2 separate regions of the Macaca mulatta genome follow, and region 2 is linked to region 1. Evidence: chromatin contacts called from public Hi-C data. All regions are on one chromosome and are shown on one strand. Each heading gives the region's core, a stretch centred on a gene start, on an enhancer-like site or on the middle of the called end of the contact. The rest is flanking DNA. Distances are from core to core; before and after follow the strand shown. Region 1 overlaps LOC144340701 (a long non-coding RNA gene). Region 2 has its middle 87 kb from the start of UNC93A.

Region 1 (6,970 bases), core at 2,190-4,689:
CCTGACTAATTCAGGTGTCCTGATTTTGCTGCAGGGCTTCTCTCCTGGGTCTCCTGATGGTCCAGCTCTGGGCTCCCCCTCCACAAATGAGTGGCCCTTCCTGCAAAAGCTCTGGTCGGGGCAAATCCAAGGGCAGAAGAGGCAGATTGCAGGTCAGGCAGAGAGTGGACGGGCAGCTGCTGGGCCTCTGTCTCCACCACTCTCTGTCTCTCTCTGTCTCTGACTTTCTCTTTCTCTGTCTCCCTCTGTCTCTCTATCTCTCTGTCTCTGTCTCTGTCTCTGTGACTCTCTCTGGCTGTCTGTCTCTCTGTCTCGTCTGTCTCTGTCTCTGTCTGTCTCTCTGTCTCTGTCTGTCTCTCTGTCTCTGTCTCTGTCTCTGTCTCTGTCTCTCTATCTCTCTGTCTCTGTCTCTGTCTCTGTCCCTCTCTGTCTCTGTCTCTGTCTCTGTCTCTGTCTCTGTCCCTCTGTCTCTGTCCCTGTCCCTCTCTGTCTCTGTCTCTGTCCCTGTCCCTCTCTGTCTCTGTCTCTGTCCCTCTCTGTCTCTGTCCCTCTCTGTCTCTGTCTCTGTCCCTCTGTCTCTGTCTCTGTCCGTCTCTGTCTCTGTCTCCCTCTGCCTCTGTCTCCCTGTCTTGGTCCCAGCTGGCAGCTGACTTTGCTGTCCTCCCAGGCCCTGGCAGAGCCACCAGGCAAACTCTCGTTCTGTACTGTCCTGGACCCCTCACCCTTGTTGCTGCTCTGGTTCAGAACGCTTTCTTCTTGAAGAATCCTCTACCCACCCCAGGGACCTGAAAACCGGATTTGAAATGCCAAATAGTTTTAAAATTAGGGCTGCAGAATGTCTTCCTTAGAGCCCAGACTTTCCGGGGGGTCCTGTTGGGCACAGACAGGGCTACCACAAAGGAAAAAAGGACACATTAGATTACATGAACCTCAGTCACTTGTTTTCATTGACATTTACCTGAGTGAGGGCAGGAAGCAAGCCCAGGGTTGGGGAAGGTTTGACAACATGGTGTCTAGAATTTACGCCAATTGCAAGTCAGTAGCTGAAGAGGGAAAGCAACAGAGAAGCAGCCAAAGGCCAGCTCGGGTGTCCCCAGGGCCGGTGTGGCCAGCGCGCATGAGACTGGTGCATCAGTTACCATCAGAGCCGCACGCTGGGTGCATGAGGCTGCAGCACCACAGCCCTGTGGCCAAAACAGTGCTGCCAGGATCGCGAGGGCCCATGGCCTGCCCTCACCTGCCAATCAGGAAGAATTTAGACTTTGTTAGTCTCAAAGAAGAAAATGATTATAAAATCCATACAGCGTTCCACAGCTATCTGACAAGCAAGAACACCAGTAACTTAGTTCATTAGATGCCTTCCAGCAATAACGTGCTGCTTAGACAAGTTCCCCTGAAACTCAGAGCTGCAAGTGTCTTTAGATTGATTGTCTGCAAATGCAGCCATCTGCTTCCTGCTGTGACACTTCATTCCTCTGCCCCGGCTGCACTGCAGCCAGACACTGCGGAGACCTCGCCTTCTCAGGGTGGCACTGTGCGGAAGCCAGGACTCACCCGGCTCTGTTCCCACAGGGCGGCAGGTTTTCATTGTAACAGAGTTACAGAACCATCTACACGGATGTCACCCTGAGAGCTGTAATCTCCAGGGAAAGTCGTCATCCATGTGAGGAGCACAGCTTCCTGTGTGTTCTGTTTTGATTTGGGTTTTGATTTTTAATTAACTTTGGTGAAAATCTTTTAATAAAAATGTTTGCTTCGAATTTTGAAAAGGTAGACAGCAACTGCCTACCTTGATGATGATCAGATGATCAATTATCAATTGATCAATTAAAGGAAGTTAAAAATCATCCTTTTCCTGCAGAGTGGTGCAAATTCATTAGTTAAGATATACTGATTAGATATGTTAAAAAGAATGTGTTTCAATGGAAAGCAATAGCACATACTTTTAGGCTGTTCATTGTCTTTGAACTATTTTACAATTCTTTGCAAATTGCAGGTAACTGATGGAGATATATATATATAGAGAGAGATAGAGAGAAAGAGAGAGAGACATTCTGTCCTGTTTAGTAGTGATTTTTACTGGCTTCTTCCTCCTGTAAAAAAACAGCTTTCTCTCCATTTGCAATTCATTTCAAAATTCCTTTATTCCATATAAATGTTTTCAATTTTCCTTTGGACAGGTTCTAACATCTGCCTAGTTCCCTCCTATCATATGTGTAAAATAAAATCTTTAACACTTCTGCATTTTAATATCTTAGTACAAGTCATGATCTTACCTTTTTCTGAAAATTATCTTTCAGATAGTATATAGATATAAAGTAAAGAACATGCTGTACTGTTTAGATTTTTAACCCATTGCTTGTATTTTGTTCTATGTGAGTGAGAATGGGCTTCCAGGAATCAGAAAACATATTCTTTCCTTGATTCAGTCGACTATAACCATAGATGAAGTGTGTAATAGTCATGGAATTTTCCACAGAAAAAATGTGTGTATATTTTGCATCAAACAGAGCAGTGCAACAGAAAAATCAAGGACAAAGCTTCTAGTTTGCACACAGTAGAGGATAACAAAGATGCCAGACCCTTATCCTTGGAGAATAAAAAAAGTTGGCATGTACAAAAGAGAGTAGGACTGCCTGACATATGACACTCAGTTGAATTTAGTTTGAATTTCAGTGGAGTCCTGCTGGGAAAATAAGACTGCATGAATTACCTACAAAACATTACCAGGCAATCCACAATTCACTGAGATTGTGTAATAAATGATGTTCTTAAGGAAGTCCACGAGCACAAGAAGATACTTGCTTTGGGAGAATTCCAGAGCCCTTACTTCCTCTTTAGTTCCTATCACTGGCCTCTTATTGATGCGTATTAGTTTGAGATTTCAAAACCGAATCTCATGTTTCAAGGTACAGATGTCACTGTATATTAGATAGTCAAAAGCCAAGGATGAGGTCTCAGGATCAGCAAAGCTGGCCACCTGCCTTGAAAGTGGCTCCTACCCCCTGCAGGCTCCCCCTGAGCTCAGATGGTGCCCTTAGATCCTTTGTAGAGGCTGGGGGAGGGGAGGGAGGAGCACATGTGTTAATGAGGGGGAAAATGCTGTGTGCTTTCAAGGGGAAATGCTAAATTCATTACAACAGCATCCTAATTTGGCTTGCTGTTAAGGCATAGGCACCCTTCATCTAAATAGACCCGTCTTTCAAAGCCTTCAATTCGCTATCCTTGAGGTTTCTCTTCAAAGAGGACTGAGCACATTCACCCAGGCACTAGGAGGCCCTGTGCATTTTTTGTCCTGCTGTTTCCATGGATAATTTAAAAAGAATTATGGATATCTCAGTCCTTAGAGAGTCAGACAGAGACCCCGAGTCTGCTCAGTCTTGGTCACCAGGAGAGGCTTCCTTTGTGGGTCCCTGTGCTGGCTGGAACCTGGCCAGAGCTTGCAGGGGACGGCCTCCTGCCTTATAGGTTCCTCAAATGATTATTGTAGAGACCAATGTATAACCTGCTGACACTGGAGAGGGCACTGTTTTTTTAAGATGAGCCGAAGCATGAAGTTTTACTAATTTGTCTTCATGTGGACATTATTAGCCTGTGTGTCATAATCTGTAACTGATTGTGACCTCTGTGTTGCATCCTCCAAAAAAAAGAAGACAACTCCTTTAAACTTTCCTACAAAAACCTTTGGCCTTGTGACAGACTCTGGAACACTCTCAACTCCGTGGGTGTGTCTTCCCAGGTCCAACCTCACATTTGACTTTCAATGAACTTTGATAAAATTATTTTTGCCTCAACAACCTTAATTTCAGCTGACAATCTCAAGTCCACCAGTGACGGGGGAGCAAAGGACACAATTTGCACAGCATCTTATGGCTATAGGAGGAGAAGTGGCTGCCAGCAGGACCCCAGGACAAAGGGAACGTAGTTGGCTTCAGACAAGAGAAAAAACAAGGCTTCTCATGAACATCTCCACTGAGTTAGGTTTATGGGCTGTGAGCAGGTTGGATTTGATAGGAATATTGAGTATGGGCCCATGATTGAGAACCCACAATTGTTAAAAAAAATTATAATGTAAATTTGCTCTGTGTCAAAGTGATATTGCTAGTAAATTGATATCACGTTTTCAGAGTTTAAAAATATAAACCAAACCGGACTCAGTCATCTCTCTCACCGGTGTGTGAATGATAAACAAAGAAAGAACTGGCGTAACAAACAGTGACTCCACAGAGATCCAACAGCACCGCTTCCCAGGACGTCTAAACCAAAAAGCGCCTGAGGCTGGTCCCAATCAGTGTAGAGGTTTATTTTGTCGAGTTTGAGGATGTGCCTGCGAAAAGGGAACACAAAATCTCAGGAACATCTGAATCTGTGCTTTTTCCTAAGAGCATTTTGGCCCTTCAATGTTTAAAGGGGAAAAGTGAGGAGGAGAGGAAAGAGGGAAGGTAGGGTCACGTTCTTGTGGGGGCTTTGAGTAGACTGACTGAATCCACATGTTGTGTGTGAAAAGGAGTGGATGGGGGAACACTCAATTATGTATTCATGTCATGCACAGTAAGTTGGCACTTTATCTAACATAAGGTGACCACAGAGCAGCTGCCTGTGCAGACACCTGGCCTTCTATCTGAGGCTATCTGCTTAGGAAAAAAAGGAAAAGCAGTTTCTTGCATGAATCAGCTTCTGGCCTTAGCTTTCCCCTTTGGCATAGTGAACGGGTTCCTGAGATTTTATATTCTTTTTACAGAAGGAAGCTGATCTCCTCTGGTCTTGCACAGAAAGGAGAATGGCTGCAGGGTCCAGGATGGGATTTTCACCAAGTCCATTTATAGAGGGTGTCCCTGCAGTGGCCCCAAGGCAATGCCCCCTTGTTCTGCACACTGTTCCTACCCCGTTCCCAAAGATGGGCCTCATGGCCACATTGGGGGCCTCTGAACACCTCCTACCCCAGGTGAATTAGCCTGGGGGGGATATACAACTCAAACTGATCATAATCTGCCTCTTTGTTTCCTAAGAATTGTGCTTTGGAACTGTCAATGAATTGAGGCAGTTTTTCCTCACACATGAAACTAGGGAAAAAATTGTATGCTTCATTGTTAAGAAAAACAGTATTGAATCAGGTAACTGGTTGGATGAAGGTTGATACTGAAAAAACCCATCAGCAGGCCCTTAACTTGAACTTACTGTGTTGGTTACAAAAAGGAGAACAAATTTATTTCTATCACAACTTAGAATCATCTTCAACAGGAAACCCAAGCCATGCTTGTTTCCCTTAGCAAAACAAACAAGCAAATCAACCTATTTTTCGGAGGTTCCTTCTGAAGTTGAAGTTATCATCATTGCCCAGAAGGATGGCCCACCAAGAGGAGCCTAAGGAGGTCATCCCACTGAGAGGAGTCCCAGGAGGTCATCCCACTGAGAGGCGCCTCAGAAGATCATCCCACTGAAAGGAGACCCGGGGGTCATCCCACCAAGAGAAGCCTAAGGAGGTCATCCCACTGAGAGGAGTCCCAGGAGGAGGATGTCCACCAAGGGGAGACTCAGGCCACATCATTAGCAATTCCTCTTACTCCCAAGCTGCCTGTTTATTCTGAGACCAGAAGGTCATACGTGCCCTCCCTGGCCAGGAGCAAGAATGGATTGGAGTTGAGGACAAGATGAGTTGAGCTGAATACTTCTTGTAGATAAAAGGCAGCCAGGAGGTCCAGCAACAGAGCAGGATTCTAACACTCACTTCTTGGCCTGCAGGGCCCCTCAGAAAGGTGAGTTTTAGATGCATGTGAGTAGTAGAGTGTGTGTGCAGGAGCCAGCAACTCCACAAAACTCCCATTAAATATGTATCTTTTACAACGTAGCCTGTGTGTGGTGAGGGGAGATTCAGGCTCCATGACTAAACTCTGGGTGGATCAGGGACTGTCAAAAAGGTGAGAGGGGCTTCTCGCCTCATGGAGTGGGGACTCTTCATTTGCCAGGAGCTGATGTCCACAAGTCAAGCCAAGCAGTAGGCTGTTCAGAAGCTGGCCCATCCCGGCCAGCCAGCAGCAGTGCCCACATCTGCAGGTGGAGCTTGGCCCATGTAGCTGACTCTCAGGCTCACCCCTTGACTTTCCTTTCAGAGGAGATAAGGACTCTGGTTTCTGAATTAAAGAAAGTGAATAAACAACTCCAAGTCATGGTGACATGTAGATGACTGACCTCTTCTTATTTCCTGGGAAAGTGGACTGAGACTTTATAGTCTTTCCTTAGGATTCATACGGAAATACGTGTGTGGTGTGAGAGATAAAAAGCAAACAGACTAGCAGACTGATTTTTATTGTACCAGGGAGAGCCGCCATAGTAGAATCAGTCTTGGTAGGGTGACTTATCTTAGACTTTCCTGGGATGGTAGACAAGTTTCAGACAGGGTGATGTAGAGCTGGGGAATGCCTCTGTCCATCAGCTAACCAAGAAACATTTTCAATGTGTCTGTATCATTCCAGGGGGTCTAGAGGTTCTACTCTCAGCTAGTCAACCATGAGAGAGAGTGGAGGCCTGCAGGGCGTGGGTCTGGCCTTGTCACAGGTAAACAAGAGGTCATCACGCACCTGATGGGGACAAGAAAAAGTGTGCCTAGGGGGGCCCACCCAGGTCTGTGGGGGAGGGTGATTTTTTGTGCTGATTCTTTCCTGGAACAGAAAAAGGTTGGGGGAGATTTGGGAAAATAAGTGGAGGGATTTTATGACTATCATTGTTTTCTTGGAGCTTGGGTTCAGGTTCACCTGAAAACGTTGACAATACAGCACACACAGCCCACCAGCCCCAGACCCCTGGTGGTATCACGCTGTAAGCACAGAACTCTTACTTGCCTTGTAATCCTCTATAATCTTCTCCAGTTCTCAAAACACATCATCAGCTTGATTTTCTCCTCGGCTGAGCCAGCATGAGCCAACCTGTTTCTTCCCATGCCATCTGGGCCTTGGGCCCTGCCAGGTGGTAC
Region 2 (6,970 bases), core at 1,839-4,338, 63 kb before region 1:
CTGCCGTTTCTGTCCAGTTTGGATCTACAAAGCAAATCTCACAGGTAAATCTAATGTCCTGGCAACACTGCTCAGGGAAGCTTGCTAGACCATCTGAAGATTATGGCCAATGATAAATGGGGTAAAGTTCTTGCCCCTTAACGTACTCCAGTGAAAATGGAAGTTTTATGAAAACAATAGCTTTTTACATTGACTAAACATGGACTATCATGCTTACATAGACACAAGAGCCACACAGTCTTGCAAAGGGATTCTGAGCATGGAAACAGACGAGCTCCATGGGTTCACATCCTAATCCTGTAATTTCTTGGCTAGGTGATCTCAGGTGGGTCAATGACTCACTGAACCTGTTTCCTTTTTAAAAAGGAGGGTTGCAAAAGTTCAAGACTTGGATAATTTTGAAAGCCCCTGGAATAGCCCCTGATACATTGCATAAATGTGAACTTCAAGATACACAGTTGAGCTTCACCAATAAATGTTATCACCAATAAATGTTAATATACTAAGATGACATTTTGGCATTCAGAGAAAATACAAGTTGGAGCCGTATGTAAAGACATTAGGATAACGTGGAATTCTTCACACTAACCTTGTTTTCAATGAATCAACTTGGACCTTATTTTTATTTTTTGGCAACACTTTACTTCAATTCTGGCCTGTCTGTAATTTCCACGAATGACCTGTGTTTTGATATTAGAAGACCTTCATGATATTTTATTGCACTGTCTGCTGGTCTTTCTCCCTTAGTTGCTTCATCTCACCAGCCCCATCCTCTAGGACTAGCTCTCTGGCTCTGGGGGCTGTTTCCAGAGACTGCTCGTCCCCTCCCCCTCCGCAGCCTGTGTCTCCTGAGGAGCTTCCCGTTGTGCACAAATAAACCTGGTCTGTTTCCATCCTTCTGAGCCACACCCTCCCTGTCCCTCCAGCATTTCTGCTGGGATTGAATTTCTGAAACCATGGCTTCATCTGCTTTTTCTCCCCTTTTCTCCCAGTTCCTCATTTTAATCTATGTTCAAAGGGATTTTTTTAATGACCAGTAATATTTCACTCTCTGCCTTTTCTCTGTAGCAGAATAAAATGCTTCTTAGAGGAGATAGCTCCCAGCACCTCTCAGTGTTCCTGTGACCAGAGCAGGTCTTAGACGCGGTCGCCCAGTGGTCTCATCATAAGGAAAGCGAGGCTCTTATTTTACCCGACCCCTGAGCCTGGCTTTCCCCGCAGCCTACACATTCCTGCAGACATAGAGTTGCCTGAAGGAAGAGAATGCAATCTCTAGAAATCCAGAGCTGGCTTGGCTCTCAGAGCTGGTTTTGGCATGATGAGCTGTGTGTGTGTACTGGAGCCATGACCTGGCCCAGGGCTGACCTGCCAAAGGCCAAAGACGTGTACGTGTAAAGCATTTAAAAGGTGTCAATAGCCATTTCAATCCTTTAAATTAACATATGGACTCTATCAGCTTGAGAAAAGAGTGATTCTGTAGATCTGCTCGAACCTGCAGGTCATTCGGTGGACATTAAAATGACAGATACCCCTGGTGATACAAAGCTCAGAGCACGCGTGTTCTGGAGAACCGAGACTTCACCAGCCACTAGATGGCACTGTTTTGCTACCGCTGAATTCACCACAGACTCCATGCGGTCTTAGTACTGTAGAATCACGTTTTAAATCAGCAAACTTCCGGTTAAAAGGTCAAAGATTAATTTAAGGGAAGTCTAATCAATGGTTTGCTTTTTTAAGGAACCTACTCGTGTAAGCAAATTAACGTCAATTTTCTTGACATTTACATCTGAAATATTTCTTAATAAAAGCAATACCAAATAAATTCAAATGTATCTTATACCTTTTTATCCACATAAAGATGAAGAATGTATCTATAGAGAGTAGAATGAGTTCTTGTCTAGGGAATTTCACACTTTGGAAAGAAATGTACTCAAGCTGTGTGTGTGTATGTGAGAGAGAAGAACAATTTGTATTAGCACAACCATGGCTTCAGAAAGTGTTTTCTCTTAGCCAGTGTTCCAAAGCATCTAAAATCTTGGCAGGGGCTGACCACTCCCCCTTCCCCTGGCTAGACAGGCCACCTCCTGAGCTGAGCAGGGCATTCCAGACTCCAGCTTCTTCCTCCCCCAAGGCGAACCCAGAGAGCCAATCAGATAAAAAGTTTTGGGGCAAGTTGGCTGTGTCAGGTCCTCAGCCAAGACCCTTAGCTAATTTCCATTACTCATCAGAGAGGGCAGACCCACTGAGGGGTCTGGAAAGCAAGTCTGGAGGAAATACTCCCATCCTCACACCATTTGTGAATCCTCCCAGCCTCCATGGCGTGGTTGAAGTTGCTGGTGATGTCCTGGGATTCTGGATCTTTCTCTCAGGCCACGTCTCCACCGGGGACATTTGAGTGGCCTGACTAGCCAGCCAAGACCGTCGAGGGTCTGCAGGGCCCCTGACGAACAGCATCTGATTGGGCTAAGGCACCCCCATTTTGCGCCAGAGTGAAGAAGAGCGGCAACTCTGTGAATGATCACTGCCTTCCACTCTTTGTCAGGGCGGCAATGCTAGGTGAGCCCGAGTGCAGAGAATCTGGCCTGTCCCACTCTCACAGTCAGGCAGATCATGGAGGTCCTGGTTCAGAACACACTCGTGTGCATGGTACACACACACATGCACACACTCATGCACACACACACATGCACACAAGCATGCACACACACACACACACACCAGCACACAAGCATGCACACACACACACATCCTTTTTATTTTCCAAGTTCATAGGTCTTTTTCCTTTCCCATGAGCCCTCTGCAGCCTGGGATACAGCATCCACTTCTAAAGCCATCACACTATTTATTGACCATCTACCCTGGGCCAGGCATGCTTCCTAAGGTACCGGGGTACCACACTGATAAAAGGGCCGGGGATCTCCATTCTCATAGAAGCCTAGTTCTAGTGGAGGAAACAGACAGTGAACAACTAAGCAAAACAGAGAATTCAAATTCTCATGGAGAGAAGTGCGATCCCAAAATTAGAGCAGCAGATGGGATGATAGGGAGTATGGGGCAGGTAGACACGCTATCCACACTGCATCTACACACGGGTGACAGAGCAGCACCCGGCTTTGGAGAGAGCAGCTCGGCAGCACACAGGCATCACCAGGTCTGCAGCTCAGCAGCCGTTTCCTCCAGCCCCGCAAACTGGAGCAAGTGGCTCTTTGGGTGGAAAAGATTCAGCTGAGTGCAGAGATTAGCCAAGGAAGCTGGGCTGTGATTGGACAGCTGAGCACCAAGTACGGCTGTGATTGGAGAGCCAAGGAAGCCGGGCTGTGATGGGCTGTGATTGGACAGCTGAGCACCAGGTACCTCTTTGTCACCTGTGCCTGGATGAGGGGCAGAAAGTGCTGATGCTACTGGAATTTTCTAGGCATTTTTTTCTATCAATTATTTTTGTCTCTACAAACAGAGACACAGTGATAGGAAATTCTGTCCAAAAATCTCCAAAGATAATTTTGTGCCTTTGCTCCCACAACCACAAACATCCATACAATTTGAACTTTGTCCTCAAGCGAGATAATGCCACCCTGGGTGATGTGACCTATTTGTAGTCCCTTCACTCCAGGGGCTATCTAAAATCTCAGCGAGTGTCAGCAGGTGAGACTGAGGCATTTTCCTAGTTTGTTTCCGCTACGGTGCAATGACGCGTCTTTTCAGTGGTCCCTTGAGAAGGCATCCTGTCGCTTCTTCCCTGTCAGTGGGCGGCAAGGCCTGTGTGTGCAGTGTGGGTCTCTCAGCAGCTGCTCCTGCTGGAAACTTCTCCACTGTCTTTGGAAAGAATTTGCTGGAAAGCTGTAGACAGACAGACTGGAAAGGTACTTGAGAACATCTTGTAAAGACAAACTTTGAAGGTTATTGCTTAAGTTTTGAATAAAAATAGCATGTATGAAAAATCGTATACATATGCATATGTATAAATGAATATAAATAGATACATGTATATATGGACATGCATATATATAAAATATAGGCTTAGTGTGTGTGTGTGTGTGTGTGTGTGTGTCTAGGGAGAGATAGAGACGTCAAACTCTTCTCTAGATAATTAAATTTCTGGGAGGAAAGGGGCATGCATCCTTTTTTTTACTGGATGCACCTATATACTATTTGTGTATTTTGTTTTGTTTTGGAGACAGAGTCTCCCACTGTCTCCCAGGCTGGAATACAGTGGCGCGATCTCAGCTCACCACAGCCTCTGCCTCCAGGCTTCAAGCGATTCTCCTGCCTCAGCCTCCCGAGTAGCTTGGACTACAGTGCCCCAGCACACTCGGCTAATCTTTCTGTATTTTTAGTAGAGTCAGGGTTTCACTATGTTGGCCAGGCTGGTTGGAATCCTGTTGGCCACTATGTTGGACTCCTGACCTCGTGATCCGCCTGCCTTGGCCTCCCAAAGTGCTGGGATTACAGGCCTGAGCCACCACGCCTGGCCTATTTCTATATTTTTAAGAACAACATCTAATTTAAGAAGAACAAAAATTTTAAGAAAAACTATACTTCTATAAAGGAATTTTCTACAAGGAATTCTATCAGGTAAGCTAAGCCCCACTTGCCCTCTGGGCTGCCCGTTCTCATGATTGAGCTGCTTCCCCAGGCGGCCCTCCAAAACTCGCTGTGGTGGTTGTAAAAAAAATCGTGAATGGAAGCTCAGGCACCAGACACTGCCACCTGAGACGACAGCAGAGGCAGGGAAGCCGCTTCCACCGCCCCGGCTAACTCTCATCCCCTCCGGCCCCACAAGCCTAATCAGGCTGCAATCCAGTGTGATTCCCAGCTTGCCCCCAGTCATTTAGGCCCTGGCTCGCATCCCCCCTTGGCTGGGCAACTCCTTTTGTCCTGACCGGTTTATGATGAGCTGTAAAGAAGCACATGGTGGGGATGGGACCTGGGATGAACCCTGGCGGACAGCTGGGCACATGGCAATCCTGCCTTCAGAAGTATTTCTTGAATTCTGCACATTAGACACAGGGAGACGTGTGACAAATGCCAGCCACGGCCCCTCCCCTTGGCCTAAACGCCATGGTTCAGGGCCGGCCTGCGTGGCAGGGGGTGCACCTGGGCATGGTGTCCCAGGTGGTCAGCCACCCTCCCTCGGGCAGGTAACCACACACCTACGTGTCCCACTCAGTCCTGCCCTCTGCAGTGGTGCCACCTGGCAGGGCCCAAAGGCCCAGATGGCGTGGGAAGAAACAGGTTGGCTCATGCTGGCTCAGCCGAGGAGAAAATCAAGCTGATGATGTGTTTTGAGAACTGGAGAGGATTATGGAGGATTACAAGGCGAGTAAGAGTTCTATGCTTACAGCGTGATAACATCAGGGGTCTGGGGTTGGTGGGCTGTGTGTGCTGTGTCCAGCGTTCCCAAGCTAAGGACTCACGGACCTCTGTAGCAAGATCTCCCAGTGTTCTCAAGCAGCCATGATTTGTCAACACACCCACCTGTGGCAACCGCCCTCAGAGTCCCAGACTGGGGTCTGCACCGCGGACACTGGACCAGGCCGTTCTCAGAAAGGGGCTGTGTGTGGGCACTGCAGGCAAACTGTATTTTTCCAAGGAATCCCCAATATCCTGTGTTTTTCTTACCCAGTGTGTTCAGTTAATGAATGATATTGAGCTGTGTATTTCCAGTGGCACAAAAGCCATGATCAGTATCTACTCAAGGGGGCAGCATGAGCTCTGTGTGGAGAAACCTAATGAAAAGTGCTTAGCGGAGAGAGTGGGCGTGCCTGGTCTCGGCTCTCTAGTCCTCTCCTCTGTCCCCCACCCCTCCCCCGGCCGGGGTGTTCGGAAGTTGTTTCTAAACCACTTTTCCCCACTGCCTTCACGCTGCATCTCTTATTTTTTAGGAACTGAGTATCTTGACTTATCTGCTCATCAGCTATTAATTAACACCGACTGCATGTCATGCACTGGGCCAGACAGTTTCTGGAAGTTCACACAACTGTTATCTTTGTGATCTACGAAGAAAAATGTCACATAAAGTTAAAAAGAATAAATACGTAGAAGAAAGATCCCATGCTGCAGTAGAGGGTCTGTAAGTGCTCCTGTGCCCATAGGGTTCCGATAAAATCTCCCCATCCCTAGTGTTGTGAAGATGGAACAAGGCTTGTTCTGTGGGGCTGCCCCAGGCCCAGAAGTGAGCAGGAGCCCCAGAGCATTTTGCCCTGGATTTTGCACTTGTTTGCATTCAGCAAGTATTTGTTGGATTTTCGTAGAATGTACAGAGTCTACCAAAATAAGAGAAAGTCGGACCCTGAGTATGAACCTTCCCAGAGGAGATTTAACACGCTGTGAGCCCCTGACTCTAGGAAAGCGTTTATTGAAATGCCCACATGCCAGGAGGACTCAATTTATCTTTGATACGTCTACAAATTTCTTTCTTTTTACCATCCGTGAGCCCCGAAAATCTGAGACAGGCCTCAGTTAAGTTAGAAGGCTGATTTTGCCCAGGTTGAGGACACGCCCATGACGCAGCCTCAGGAGGTCCTGATGACATGTTCCCAAGGTGGCCGGAGCACAGCTCTTTTTCTACATTTTAGGGAGACATGAGACATCAATCAATATATGCAAGAAGTACATTGGTTCAGTCTGGAAAGGGAGGACAACCTGAAGTTTCTCAGGATAGAGATAAGTTTGTACCCCTTTTTGTTACCGACACAGTAAGTTCAAGTTAAGGGCTTGTTGATGGGCATTTCCAGTACCTTGATCCAGTCAGGTACCTGATTCAGTACTGCAGTATTGCCTTAACAATGAAGCATGTATTTCTTCCCCCTAATTTCATTCATAAGGAAAAAGTGCCTCAATTCTCTGACAGTTCCAAAGCACAATTCTTAGGAAAGGAAGAGGCAGATTGTGGTCAGTTTGAGCTGTCTATCCCCCCAGGCTAATTCACCTGGTGTAGGACGTGCTCAGAGGCCACCAACATGGACGGGGT

What was found. Hi-C and Micro-C count contacts between places; a contact is called where the count stands out from the background.
Region 2: a contact with region 1 is called in a Hi-C map of sperm, with 7 times the contacts expected there. The contact joins two enhancer-like sites. A contact is called at or near these places in 5 of 14 Hi-C or Micro-C datasets (CD4 T cells, cortical neurons, fetal cortex germinal zone and 2 more).

Annotation. Positions count from the first base shown.
Region 1 is chr4:4,731,725-4,738,694 of T2T-MMU8v2.0, reverse strand. All of the region lies in intron 1 of LOC144340701 (a long non-coding RNA gene), which reads left to right. Among named protein-coding and RNA genes, the nearest start is that of UNC93A, 25 kb to the right of the region's middle. Within about 2 kb of position 3,439, at least 2 of the 40 cell types and tissues checked have an H3K27ac peak or open chromatin away from gene starts, as enhancers often do.
Region 2 is chr4:4,794,624-4,801,593 of T2T-MMU8v2.0, reverse strand. No RefSeq gene overlaps it. Among named protein-coding and RNA genes, the nearest start is that of UNC93A, 87 kb to the right of the region's middle. Within about 2 kb of position 3,088, at least 4 of the 40 cell types and tissues checked have an H3K27ac peak or open chromatin away from gene starts, as enhancers often do.